Regions from separate parts of the Mus musculus genome. Here region 1 is linked to region 2. Evidence: chromatin contacts called from public HiChIP or PLAC-seq data. All regions are on one chromosome and are shown on one strand. The core of a region is the stretch at or near the end of the contact, and the rest is flanking DNA. Distances in the headings are between cores, read along the strand shown.

Evidence for each region. HiChIP or PLAC-seq counts read pairs in DNA pulled down with a chosen protein or histone mark.
Region 1: a contact with region 2 is called in an H3K4me3 HiChIP or PLAC-seq map of neural tube, with 2.6 times the contacts expected there. The contact joins the enhancer-like site here to the promoter of Glra1 in region 2. A contact is called at or near these places in 4 of 484 Hi-C or Micro-C datasets (embryonic fibroblasts and embryonic stem cells), 7 of 115 datasets of contacts at active chromatin or transcription factors (differentiating embryonic stem cells, embryonic hindbrain, embryonic stem cells and 1 more) and 2 of 9 other capture datasets (adipose tissue and embryonic stem cells).

The regions. Positions count from the first base shown.
Region 1 is chr11:55,682,880-55,688,988 of GRCm38.p6, reverse strand. No RefSeq gene overlaps it. Among named protein-coding and RNA genes, the nearest start is that of Glra1, 78 kb to the right of the region's middle. Within about 2 kb of position 3,763, at least 11 of the 459 cell types and tissues checked have an H3K27ac peak or open chromatin away from gene starts, as enhancers often do. A contact at or near this core is called in neural tube, where this site is marked.
Region 2 is chr11:55,606,032-55,612,371 of GRCm38.p6, reverse strand. It overlaps Glra1 (glycine receptor, alpha 1 subunit), which reads left to right and starts at 4,174. Exons shown (of 9, transcript NM_020492.4): 1 at 4,174-4,694. The coding sequence starts at 4,639. Gm51862 (a long non-coding RNA gene) reads right to left here. Exons shown (of 3, transcript XR_003949554.1): 3 at 6,132-6,340.

The DNA.
Region 1 (6,109 bases), core at 2,514-5,013, 77 kb before region 2:
CCATGGAAATTCCCCATGCATTTAAGTTATGGCAAGTACTTTAAGACTGAAGACACAACATGTCCAAATGACAGGTTGTCACGAAGGCAATACTTAGAGGAAAATACGCAACACCAAATATCCATATCAGAAATAGAGACAAGTCTCATCTTGGCCTCCATCATTGGAACTAGAAAATAGAGACAAGAGCAGAAAACAATGGATAAAAATGAAGAAGTCTAGAGTTGGTGCCATAATAAGACCAATACAAATGATAACCCAACAGTCAGACCAATCAAAATAAAGAGCAGACACAAAATGCACTTGAGGTCACACACCTTTAGGTCTTAGACCATGGGAGATATAAATTCCACAGCCAGGACACTGTTCTACTTTCACTTCTGTGTCTGTGATAAAATATCCCAATGAAAAAGCCACTCAGAAGGGTCAGTCTTACCTCACAGGGACAGGTCACATTCCACCATAGCAGGGAAGTCAAGTCGAAAACTTAAAACAGCTGTGCTCATCACAGGCACAATCAAGAGCAGAGAAAAATGAGCACATGCACACTTAGTGCTCAGCTGTCCTCCACTCTTCAACATCTTGGGGCCCACACTCAGGAAATGGTAGAGCTGCTTTCAGGCCGGGCCATCCCACATCAACTAAGGCAACAAAGACAATCTCCATAGACAAGCCCAATGGCCAACCTGGCTAGACAGTCCCGCATGGAGACTCTTCTTGAAGTATTCTAGATTGTGTCAAGGTGACTGATGAAAGTCACCATCACAGCTACATAGAGAGTCTTTTCCCTCTCAGAATAAGTAAGCAGATAAATAAGAAGAGGGGAAAGAAATGGAAACTCTACTTCAAAGGAAGTTTCAAGTTTAGATGGCTTCAATAAAATACTCTGTGGGAGGCTTGATATATCAATTACATACAAAGTCTTGGAAGAGTGAAGAAGAGGGATATTCCTCTGTTATCTGTGAGGTCACCCTTACAGTCATGTCAATATCAAGACACACAGGATGGAAAGCCAATGGTATGCCTCATGAACAGGAACACAAAAGTTCTACAAACTCTGGCAAGTCTAAGTCAATGACATGTATATGATATAATATATCAACATGACTAAGCAGATGAACCCAACTTAATACTCTTCATGGCCTCTCATATGTGGTTCCTTAGTCTGTAGTGACCCACGCTACCGTCTCGCCAGCAAGAACGCACGCAGGACACTCGGATCCTTCTGCAGTAAAGCTTTAATACATCTCGAGAGATAGATGATCAGCTTCAGGAGAGGAGACCCAGAGAGCAGAAAACCCTTCCCTTATATAGGCTGCGAAGTACGGTTGGAGACGTGCACCACCCGGATTGGCTGCCCACCATTAGCCCAGATGACACTACGGGAGAGGCAGGGCTCAGGTAATGGAAAGCTACCCTGACGCCTGTGCACACTTCACCACGAGCAATGGATGTCAGCGCCATCTTGTAACGGCGACTGTGAGGGCGGCTCCTCACAGTGTGTGTATGTGCATGCATGTGCATGCATGTGTGTGAGATGGTGGTGGTGGTGGTGGTAATATAAGCCCTAGTAATAAAATACACCCCATATATGTAACATGAAAGCAAAAGGATAAAGTTGAGGGTATAGAGAGATAGCAGAGAGAGGGAGCAGAGGCACGGAACAGGTTAGGGTGGGGGAGGTGAATATGAGGAAAGAGTAAAAACAAGTAATGAGGAAGGATGGTGTGGGGGCTAAAGGGTACATGGTACATGACAGAGGAAAAGAAATTCCAGGGAGGACACAAGGGAAGATCAGGAGATGGAGGAGGAGAACCCACTAATGCACATCATTCAAATACCAGAATAATACCAACACCTTGGATGCTGATTTATAAACTACAATCGCAAGCACAGGACACACAAAGCTTGTGAGAATCACATCGAGCTGCACAGAGGCTGGGCTGAAAGTCAACTCCTCTGCACTGTGCTTGCAGGGTCTATTTGGCCTGGAGTTTGGTATTTGTCAAAGTCCCCTGGATGGCAGAAAGTTTTCTCAAAGGAAGTCCTGAGCAAACACTGATGTCTGCAGGGTTTAGTGAGCATGAAACACAGAAACACAGAAACAGACGTGTCCTGTGCTCAGGGGAGGACAGGACTCCAAACCAAACTGCTTTTCACTACAGAACTTTCTAGAACCTTTCACATGCAGTATATATTGTAACTCCATCAGACTAAGATGCAGATGGTGTCTCCCACAAGTGAGATTCTCCCAGATTCTGATTCTCAAGTCTTTTCCTGAGGAGTGGCCAGTATTCAAAACACTCTTGGGAAATGTCTAGACTATTCTAGCTATGTTCTAGTCAATGATAAAGGACAGAGGCTTAAGCTAGATACAAAATAAGAAGGCAGAGCTGAGGAGATGGCTCAGCAGTTAAAATGCTTGTCTTGCAAGGGCAAGGAGCTGAGTTTGAGCCTCAGAACATATGCCTTAAAAAGCCAGGCTTTGTGCTGTCTGCCTATCACTCTAGAACTGGGAACCAGTATGCATTTTTCTGTTGATGGTAAACTGGCTGATAACCCAAGATGGTGTACACAGGACATTTCCAACTCTCATCTCTGGAGGAGCCCTTGGAGAAGGACTTGGTGATTGGGGAGAGAAGGCTGAGCAACCGGGTTGGTGAGGCATTTCATCCTCTTCTTGAGTCTGAATCAACTCTGAGCTCAGATCTGGAAGTTGGTGACAAGAGGGTCCTAGGACTCACTGGACAGCCAGCCTAGCCTACGTGAAGGTTCCAGGCCAGTGACAGACCATGTCTCATAATCCAAGTTGGACAGTTCCTGAGGAACAATACCTGAGGCTGTCCTTTGGCACACATACACAGAAGGGGAGTGTATGTTCCATTCACCACACACATGACTACACACAGGCAACACACACACACACACACACACACACACACACACACACGCACATGTACACGCTACAGACTAGGGAACCCCATATGAGAGACCATGCAGAATATGATGTGGAGTTCATCTAATGAGTCATATTGCTATATTATCTCCTTTATATGTCATTGGCTTAGACCTGCCTGAGTTTGTAGGATTTTTTTGTATTCATGTTCATGAGGCATGCTGTTGGTTTCCAGGCTGGCTAAACAGCTTAGCAGGTGAAAACATCTGTAGCCGAGTGAGGACCTGAATGGGAGCCTAGAAGAAAACCAACTTTCACAAGTTGTGCTCAGACTTACACATACACACACATACATACATACACACACACACACACACACACACACACACACACACCAATGTAATAATTTTTAAGCCCCAAGCCCCAAATAAACTGCTTTTGCTTCTTCTATCGTTTATTTATCCAGAGCGTAAAGATGAACAAACTCCCCCAGCAGGTGACCCGCCCTGAATACAGATAATCAATCAATGGCTAACTGTGCTGGAAACAGAATGACAGACTGCTGAGGGACAAAGGGTATCCATCAAGGAGACAGAGAGTCATAGAAGGGAGCTTGGGAACCACCTCGGTTAGAAGAGGTGACTCCACCCCCAACAGCTCCATCTCCAGGGTCACTGTTCATTACCATAACCCCGACTTTGAATACAGAGTTCACAGTCTGGGCCTCTCCATCCATCTTTCTGTTGACATTTGGCATCACAAATCTTCCTTTCACCTCCCAAAAGGGTCTTGGTGGAAATGGAGTACCCATCCCCAGCCTCTCCCTGCCTCCGGCCTCTCCCACATTATTCTTCTCTAAGAGTCAACAATAGAAAGCTGTACCACATGACAGTAATGGGATCTGACCTCCTCCTGCAGAGGCTGGGGGCTCAGACCCTGGAGACAGGCCAGCTGGGAAGATGGGACAAAGCAGGGTAAAAGAAAGGGCATGAATATTCAAGCATGGTCAGGGGTTCTGGGAGTCTCTGGCCCTGAAGGGAAGTATAACCACTCCCTCCCACTCCATGGAGCAAAGAGAGGACCAGACAGATGGCACAGAGCCCTTGAAATTCCCACTATCAGCTAGAGAGAAGTTCAGAGTTCAGAGTTGACTCAGACTCAAGAAGAGGGTGAGATGCCCCACCAACCTGGCTGCTCAGCCTCCAAGTCTCCAAGTCCCTCTCTATTGGCTCCTCCGGAAATGAGAGTTGGAAATGTCCTGTGTAAACCATCTTGGGTTATCAGCCAGTTTGCCATCAACAAAAAAATGCATACCAAAAGAAGATATTTCTACCCAAATACCTCTAGTATGTTATTAGTAAAAAGTCAGAATTCATATCTAGCCCTCTGAGACTGTATTTACTACTTGTCCCAGTAAGTGGACAGGAGCTTCAGATAGGACATTGAGGAAATGCCGAGAAGATGACTCAAACTTGCAAAACAGGTTACCAGATTTTCATGACAAACTTAACAGAGAAAATGGGAGTATATATTTAAAAACAAAGCAAATCAAAACAACCCCTGCCTATGATGAGATAGATGCCAGTTCTCAAAGCAAAGGCAGGACAGACTTGGACACAAATGGTAGCCTTTACTTTCTTTTAGAGACAGAGACTGACAGATAAGATTTCTTAGGGACTGGGTGTTAGTACAGCTGCCCTGAGGAAGCTGTGAGCTGGGGCTTAGAGGGTGGGCCGCCATCCCATCTCCCAGGTTAGCTCCCTCAACCCTCACCCCTGCTTTAATCTTTCTTTGCCATTTCACACCCTCTCTTCACTTTAACACAACAATCAAAATCTCTCTGCACCATAGCCCATCCCTTGGGCTCGTCATTCCCTTTGATATGTAGTTCTCTCTCAAGTATGACTGACTTCCCAAGGCTCTCTTTACCATGAGTCTTCATGGCCTTTATTAAGTTCACAGTGATGGCTTTTCAGACGTGGCAGAAACCTATCTCAGATACAGAGCTGAGACTCAAAGTTGCAGAAGAGGGTGATCACAGTGCCTAATCAAAGCTGACTTTGAAAACTCAATCTCCCCTAAGTGCAGTATAGTTAAAGATGATCCTTCCTGTCAGCCCTGGCTGGCAGCCTGTGCAGAGAGCAGACTGTGTGTAGAAATTCAAGTTTTCACACACTGATGTTCACACACAGTGAGAGGATTGTTTCTGTTTATTCTGTGTTTCTTCATACTTACTCCTTTCACCTTGTTTGTGTCCCTCATGTTCCTGAGTCCCTAACACCCCTCCTCTCTGTCAGCTTTGACTGTGGCGTTATGCTTCTGTGATCATTACTATCCCAGAGATATGCCTGTCTTTAACAAGTAAGTTCAGGGCTAGGAAGATAACTCAGCCAGTAAAGTCTTTGCCTTCCAAGCCTGAGGAGCTGAATTCAATGCCCAGAACCCATCTAATAAAGCCAGGTGCAGTAGAATGCACTTGTAAATGCCAGTGCCAAGAGATGGAGATAGAAATGGAAAGATGGCTGGAGCTTACTGGACAGATACCCTATCAGTATTGGGAAGTCGCAGGCCAATGAAAAACCTTGTTCCAAAAAAAAAAAAACAAAAAAACAAAAAAAGCAAAAAAACAAAAAAATAGGTAGGTATGGGATGGCAGCCAAGTTGTCCTCTGGTTTCTCTCTCTCTCTCTCTCTCTCTCTCTCTCTCTCTCTCTCTCTCTCTCTCTCTCTCTCCCTCCCTCCCTCTCTCTCCTCCCCCCCAACCCCATCCCATTTGTTGTCTTGCTTAACTCTTCAGAGAACAATTCCACAATCTCTATCAATCAAGAGGTTCTTCAAGAAATAGGCTTAGAACTCCGGGCTTCCCTGGGCCCAGGAAACCTGAATTTTAAAAAGAGGGGGGATGGGCTCTGTGTGTACTAGGATGTGTGAGCCTGCACCCTACTTCTGCACTTGGCTCACAGGAAGCACAAGATGCACCTCCCCTCTCCCTGTGCAGGAGAGGAGCTTCACGAAACCCTCTGTTGCTCTCCATCCCTGCAGTACTGTGATCCTCCACACAACTTCCTTAGTAGCTTCACTGTCACAGCAGCAGCTTCCCCCACCTGGGCTCAGATCTGCCTTTAATATATGTGACACAGGCCTCGTTTGACCTCCCCAGGAAAGGCTCACAAAAGGTCCTCATCTCACAGAGGACATGAGGCAGTGATGAGCC
Region 2 (6,340 bases), core at 2,925-5,424:
GTGTGTAACTTTGCTTAGTATTGTACATTCTGAGTCCATGTCCCTCTGTACCCCTTACTTTTCTTCTTTTTTTAAAAGATTTATTTATTTATTTTATGGATGTGAGTACACTGTAACTGTACAGATGGTTGTGAGCCTTCATGTGGTTGTTGGGAATTGAATTTTTAGGACCTCTGCTCGCTCCTGTTGGCCCCACCCGCTCAGTCCCTGCTAGCTCTGGCCCAAAGATTTATTTATTATTATACATAACATAAGTTCACCGTTGCTGACTTCAGAAGCACCAGAAGAGGGTGTCAGATCTCATTATGGGTGGTTGTGAGCCACTATGTGGTTGCTGGGATTTGAACTCAGGACATTTGGAAGAGCAGTCAGTACTCTTACCTGCTGAGCCATTTTGCCGCCCTCTTCTTTTTTTTTTTTTAATTGTATTACAATTTTTTCTTTTATTTTGTATGGGAGAGGTGCATGTGTGTGGGTACATACAAAGTATAGCTCCCACAGGAAAGTCAGTAAACAACTTTCAAAATATACATTATATATATACATTTTATATACACATTTGATATGTTATAAATATATAGTACATAAATATATTTATATATATATAATTTTCATTATCCATTCATTTGTTGTTTGGTAGATAGATTGATTCCAATTCTTTGCTATAGTAAATAAACAATCAATAAACACAGGGTACAAATGTCTTTATGACAGAGTATAAAATTATCTGGGTATATGTCCAAGAGTGAAATAGGTGAGTCATGTGATAGTTCTATTTTTAATTTTTGAGAAATCTGTAAAATAATTTCCACAGTAGCTGTATTAATTCACATCCCCCAGAAGTCACAAGAGTGAATAAGGGTCCTTTTCTCTCCTTTCCAACATTTCTTGTCAGGTTTGTTGATGATAGCCATTCTGACTGGGGTGAGTATACCAACGTGGTTTTAATTTCCCTTCCCCTGACAGTTAGGGCTACTCAATACTTTTAAAACCGTTATTGACTATTTGCGAGGGGGAAGGGGGTTGGTTTTTGTTTTGTTTCGTTTTTGTTTTTTTGAAGACTGCCTAGTCAATTATTCATTTATCTGTTGTTTGGTAGTTTTATTTCCTTGGGATTTATTTTCTGCAATTCTTTGTAAATTCTGGATAGTAGCCTCTTGTCTGGAGTGTAGATGGTAAAGATTTTCTACCGTTCTATAGATTGTCTGACACCTCTGCCGATTGTTTCCTCGGCTACACTGAAATTATTATTTTCATCTCATCACAGCAGTTGATGTTTGGGAAGAAATTAATGAAATTGAGTATAAAAAATAATAATACATAAAATCCACCAAAGAGTTGGTTCTTTGGAAAAAAGGAATGAGCTACGCAGCCCCTTAGTTACCTGGCTCACTTGTCTCAGAAGCAGCTGCACACCCCAGGAGTTCAGACCCACCATTTATCCCATGCCTGGGACTTAGTCAATTCGTGTGTGGACTGAATGAGAGTGTTGCCTCATAGCAAGCAGAACACAACTGTCTCTCTTTTGTGCCATAGTCACTCTCTTCTCTTGTATAGGCCACAAAGTGGAAAATATTCACACTCACCATCAGCAACACACACACATATACACACACACAGACACACACTTCCATCATGGAAAGAGTAACAGAAAATGCTAGACATTGTATTCATATCCAACTATGCAAGTGTTTCCTAGCCAGATGAAGCAAGAATACAGTTGCTGACTTCTTACTTGTTTTAATGTCTCTGGGGCACCACACACATTGACACATATTGATACATATATGTGACATAAACACGCATATATGAATAGCATAAATATATGTGGACAGAAATCAATTGCAAACAGAAATATATAAATACAAATAAACTCTTCCAAGTTCACTTAGAATAAATGTAGGAGACAAATCAAAAACAAATTATACACATGGGAGTATACACACTCATTAGGCTAGGCATGGTAGTGCATGGTTTTGGTCCCAGCATTCAGGGAGCAGAATCAGGTAGACCTCTGTGAGTTTAAGGCCAGGTTGGTCTACATATCTAGCTCCAATACTAAGTTCTACGCCAGACAAGACAACATAATGAGACAGAGAGAGAGGGAGAGAGGGGGTGGGGGGAGATCCCTGGTGTAGGAAAGCCATGAAAGAGTCCTTTCTGGCACCTGCTTCTGCAGTACAAGAGAGTGAAGTTCTGCTAGTCTCATCCTGAGCTGGGAAAGGAAGCTTTGCTTGGGAAAAGACCTGAACTTGCAGAGAACAGAGAACCATTGCCCCAAGTAAGGAATTCCTGAATATGCTGGGTAAATAGAAGGACTGTCTTCCCTAGGCAGCATTGGAACGGAGAGTCCCCAGAATCCCCAGTGAGTTCCAGCAGGCCAGAAAATCCTGCAGAGGCTATTAATCCACTAAAGTCCCCTAGCTGGGAGAAAATCTGATTAACTCTACCTCTCCAGATGGGCTCAACTGTGAAATGTATATCTCATTTCTGAAAGTCAGATAAGGTAGAGAAAAAGGCAGGTGAAGAAGAATTAGGGAAGGAGTGCCGTAGGAAAAAGATGCATGCATGCACTCCTTGGTTTCTCCATTAATTTGGAGCTCAGTTTTTCCAGCCTGTGTGATGTGAATCAAATGTCCTCTGTTCCAATGGAAGAGTGTATCTTCTATCTCTTTCAAAAGAGTCAGGCAGGTCAGCTCTCCCTTAACCCTAGAAACTTTAAAAAAAAAATCCTGAATTTCCCGACCACAGTAATCCTGGAAAGAGACTTACTCTATCTACCAGACCTTTTTTTTTTTTTTTAAGTCTTCTGGGCTCAAATATTATACCTTCAGTGCTTCAACAAAATTGAGGGACCTTGTTCCATTGACCCTTTTAAAATGGAAACAGGTGCAGCAGCTCTCCACGGTCAAACATTAGGCAGAGCTTGGGAAGTCCTGTGGAAGACTATAAGGAAATTTTGAGGGAGCCAGAGGAGTCAAGGACACCACAAGAAAACCTAGAGAGTCAACTCACCTGGGCCTGTGGAGGTTCACAAAGACTGAACCACCAACCAAAGAGCATGCATGGGCTGGTCCTAGGCCCTCAACACATGTAGCAGATGTGAAGCTTGGTTCCATGTGGATCCCTGAACAATTGGAGCAGCAGGAACTGTCTCTGACTCCATTCCCTGCCTTCCCCTAACTGGGCTGCCTTATCTGGCCTCAGTAGGAGAGGATGCTCTTAGTCCTGCTGTGACTTGATAGGTCAGGGCCAGCTGGTACCCACAAGGGGCATTCCTTTCTCTGAGGAGGGGGTGTGAGAGTGGGACTTGGAGGAGAGGAAGAAGAGGGGCTGCAATTGGGATGTAAAATGAATAAACGAATTAATGAAAAAAATGATAAACTGAGTCTGCCTGAGCACATCTGGACTGAGGCTCATGGTGTTTTACTTACATACAGCTATTTTTTAAAAAATCATGGTAAGGATTTTGAAAGACTTAAAAGATAAATTCCATGACCTCTCTGGAGCGACAGAAGACCTGAAAAGACCCTGAGGCCTGGGAAGTGCATGAGGCTGGTCTCTGCCAGCACTCCAAGGGTTAAACTCAAGCCAGAGCCTAACGTGCAATTGGCCGAACCTGGAGAGAAGATATGGTTTTCGCAGCTGCGGGCCAATGAACACTCCGAGTGGGAGGGTTTGAAGCTTCTAAGGAGTTTTTCCCCCCATTTTCCCCTCTCCACCCCCTCCCGTCGGTCCTCGCCCCCACCATCCTCTACGCCGCCAGTTTGTTAAATTAATGCAGTAAGAAAGTCTGAAGATCTGAGGGAGTCTGGCCAGAAGAAGATGGGCGAGCTTAGAAATTGGAGATGCCTGTGAAAGCTTGGGTTCTTGAGCCCTGCTGGGAAGCCATGGACCCCAGCAGCCCCTGAAAGTTGTGGTGGGCTCTCTTGCTCCTGCAGCCCCAAGCAATGGGACACCTTTCTTGCAGCGATCCCAACTTATTCGTCGGGGACCAGAGAACACGGACTGCAAGGCGGCAGCAGACAGGAACGGAGGCAGGGGAACGAGATTCCGGGACTCGGTCGCGATGCGCCAGCCTGGCACACTCTCCGACATCTAACTGAAGCCAGCACCGTCACCTGCTCCACCCCCCCCCCCAACCCCTAAAACCCCTCGGGCCAGCCCAGGGCCAGAAAGAAGATGCCAGCCGGGTCTAAGGGTCTGAGGCCAGGGCTCTGATCCCCACGGATTTCTTCCTTTCATGGAGCTGGCCATCTCGACAGGAAAATAAGGGTAAAAATAAAGAAGAAGAAGAGTAAAGAAAGAAAGAAAAGAAGAAAATATACCCACCCCCAAACGTGCCTCCCAGCGCCGCAGGGAGCCTCCAGCGAGTAGAGCTTCAGCCGCGCTCTTCCCGCCCGCAGCCGGGCTGGACGCTCTCCGTGGTGCTGAACCTGCACGACTGCCGCTGTCCGCGGTACCTTAGCTGCCTGGCTGCAATTCTCCCCCGGCTCTGACACCTCGTCCCTCTACTCCCTGCCCCCTTAAACATCTGGATTATTATCCCCAGTGGCGCTCTCTGGCTTCGTAAGTGCCCATCGAAAACATTTTTGCACCCCCATAACTCGTGGACTTTACAGCACTAGAATCTGGAAGATGTACAGCTTCAATACTCTGCGATTCTACCTTTGGGAGACCATTGTATTCTTCAGGTACGCGATTTTCTATACTGACCACTATCCTTATGGTGCAATAGGGGTTCAGGAGGAGTAGGGAGGCTGACTCTGCCGCGGCTTCATCAATTGGGGAGGGGGTGCTGTGTGCTGAAGGCCCTTCCATCCCTCTCCTTCCCCCACCCCCCACCCGCAGGGTGTCTGGCTGGTGCGTGTAGGTCCCAGACAGTGGCTGCTCCTGGTTGCTCCGGCAGCGGTTTGCCTGTTCTTTGCAGTCTGTCTGCTTACTGCACTCCCCGCAAAATTGGGGCCCCAGCCCCCTAGCCCCTCTGCTCGTTACCCTTCACTCGACTGAGGACTTAAGGGGAAGCTTTGTGAGTTTTTTAGTTTAATTGGGACCGCATTCTCTCAAACCGCAGTGCTGGAAACCCCGGGTCTCCCGTCTGGGAGCGAAGTGACAACTAGCGGTGACGCGGAAGGTTGCAGTTGGACTGGCTGGGCACAAAACAGCATTCTGTCTCTCTTTTTGTTGTTTTGCTTCGGGGTCAGGGGTTTCTGTAGTTTGGAGCTGGGAAAAAACGCAGTTATGACCGCAGCTTACAAAGCCCTAACTTAAATGCAGATCAGGCCTATTTAATAATAGATGCTAGAAAATATTTTCCTTTTATAACTTTGACTCCCTCCTCCCTGATACACGCTTCTTTCCAAACTCTGTTACAACAGACCCTCCGCTACTCCAAAGGGCAGTTCTTCTTTATGAATGGATGCCTATATCTGCTGCCATAACTAGGCTCCCCACGCCCACCCACTGACTCCTAATTCTCTGCTTACAGACTTGGCATTCTTGTCTTAGTCCAAGTGAAAAGTGAAAAATTACATCTTTAGGAAGTATTGAAACAGATAGGCCTTTCGAAAGTGGGCAAATCATGCCGTCTTCAGAGGAGATGATGATAAATTCCATCTATATGAATTGAGAAATATTCTTCCCAGCTCTGCAGAGATCGTTAATCTTCCTCATTCTAGCGCGTCTGCTTCTCATGTTTTACCACTGTGGTGAGTTAATAGGCATTTGGAAAAAAAAAACCCACTCCGCTTGTTCTAAAAGCTAAACGACCACCAAATAAGATCTTCTCTGATTGTAAAACAGAATGTAAACGTGATTTTATTGCACTGCAAAGAGTTGCTGGTTTGACTGATCCATTGGTTGGTGGTAGGAGTGAGGCCTTCTCTCCCAAGTGACAATTTCTGAAACTGAGCCTCTCTTTGCGTTTTTTCCCTCTAGAGATGATGAAGGTTCATCTTCCCAGGGTTACCCACTGCTAAAGCTTTTAATGCCCTCTTAAAATAATTTTTAGCATCTCATTGTCCCAACCACAGCTTAGACTGTAAATAGCCAAATATTTTTTTAAGTCCAACATTCCAAGGCCTTGTGAGATTTACCTACTTCGTAAGATGGATGAGGTGGGAGGACTAGAAGAGTCTTGTCCTCTACGCACCCCCCATTCCTTTTTTTCTTAATGCAATACTTGATTTTCTTCTCCCAGACATGAGCTTTCACCAAAAAAGGAGAATCGGTCTAAAAGGTCTGCATTGTAATCGCTCAGATAAGGGTGAGGCTCCACTGTCTTAATTCTGCAAGTGAACTGGTGGTGGCCCAGCAGAGTCTCCCTTCCCCTATATGGGTG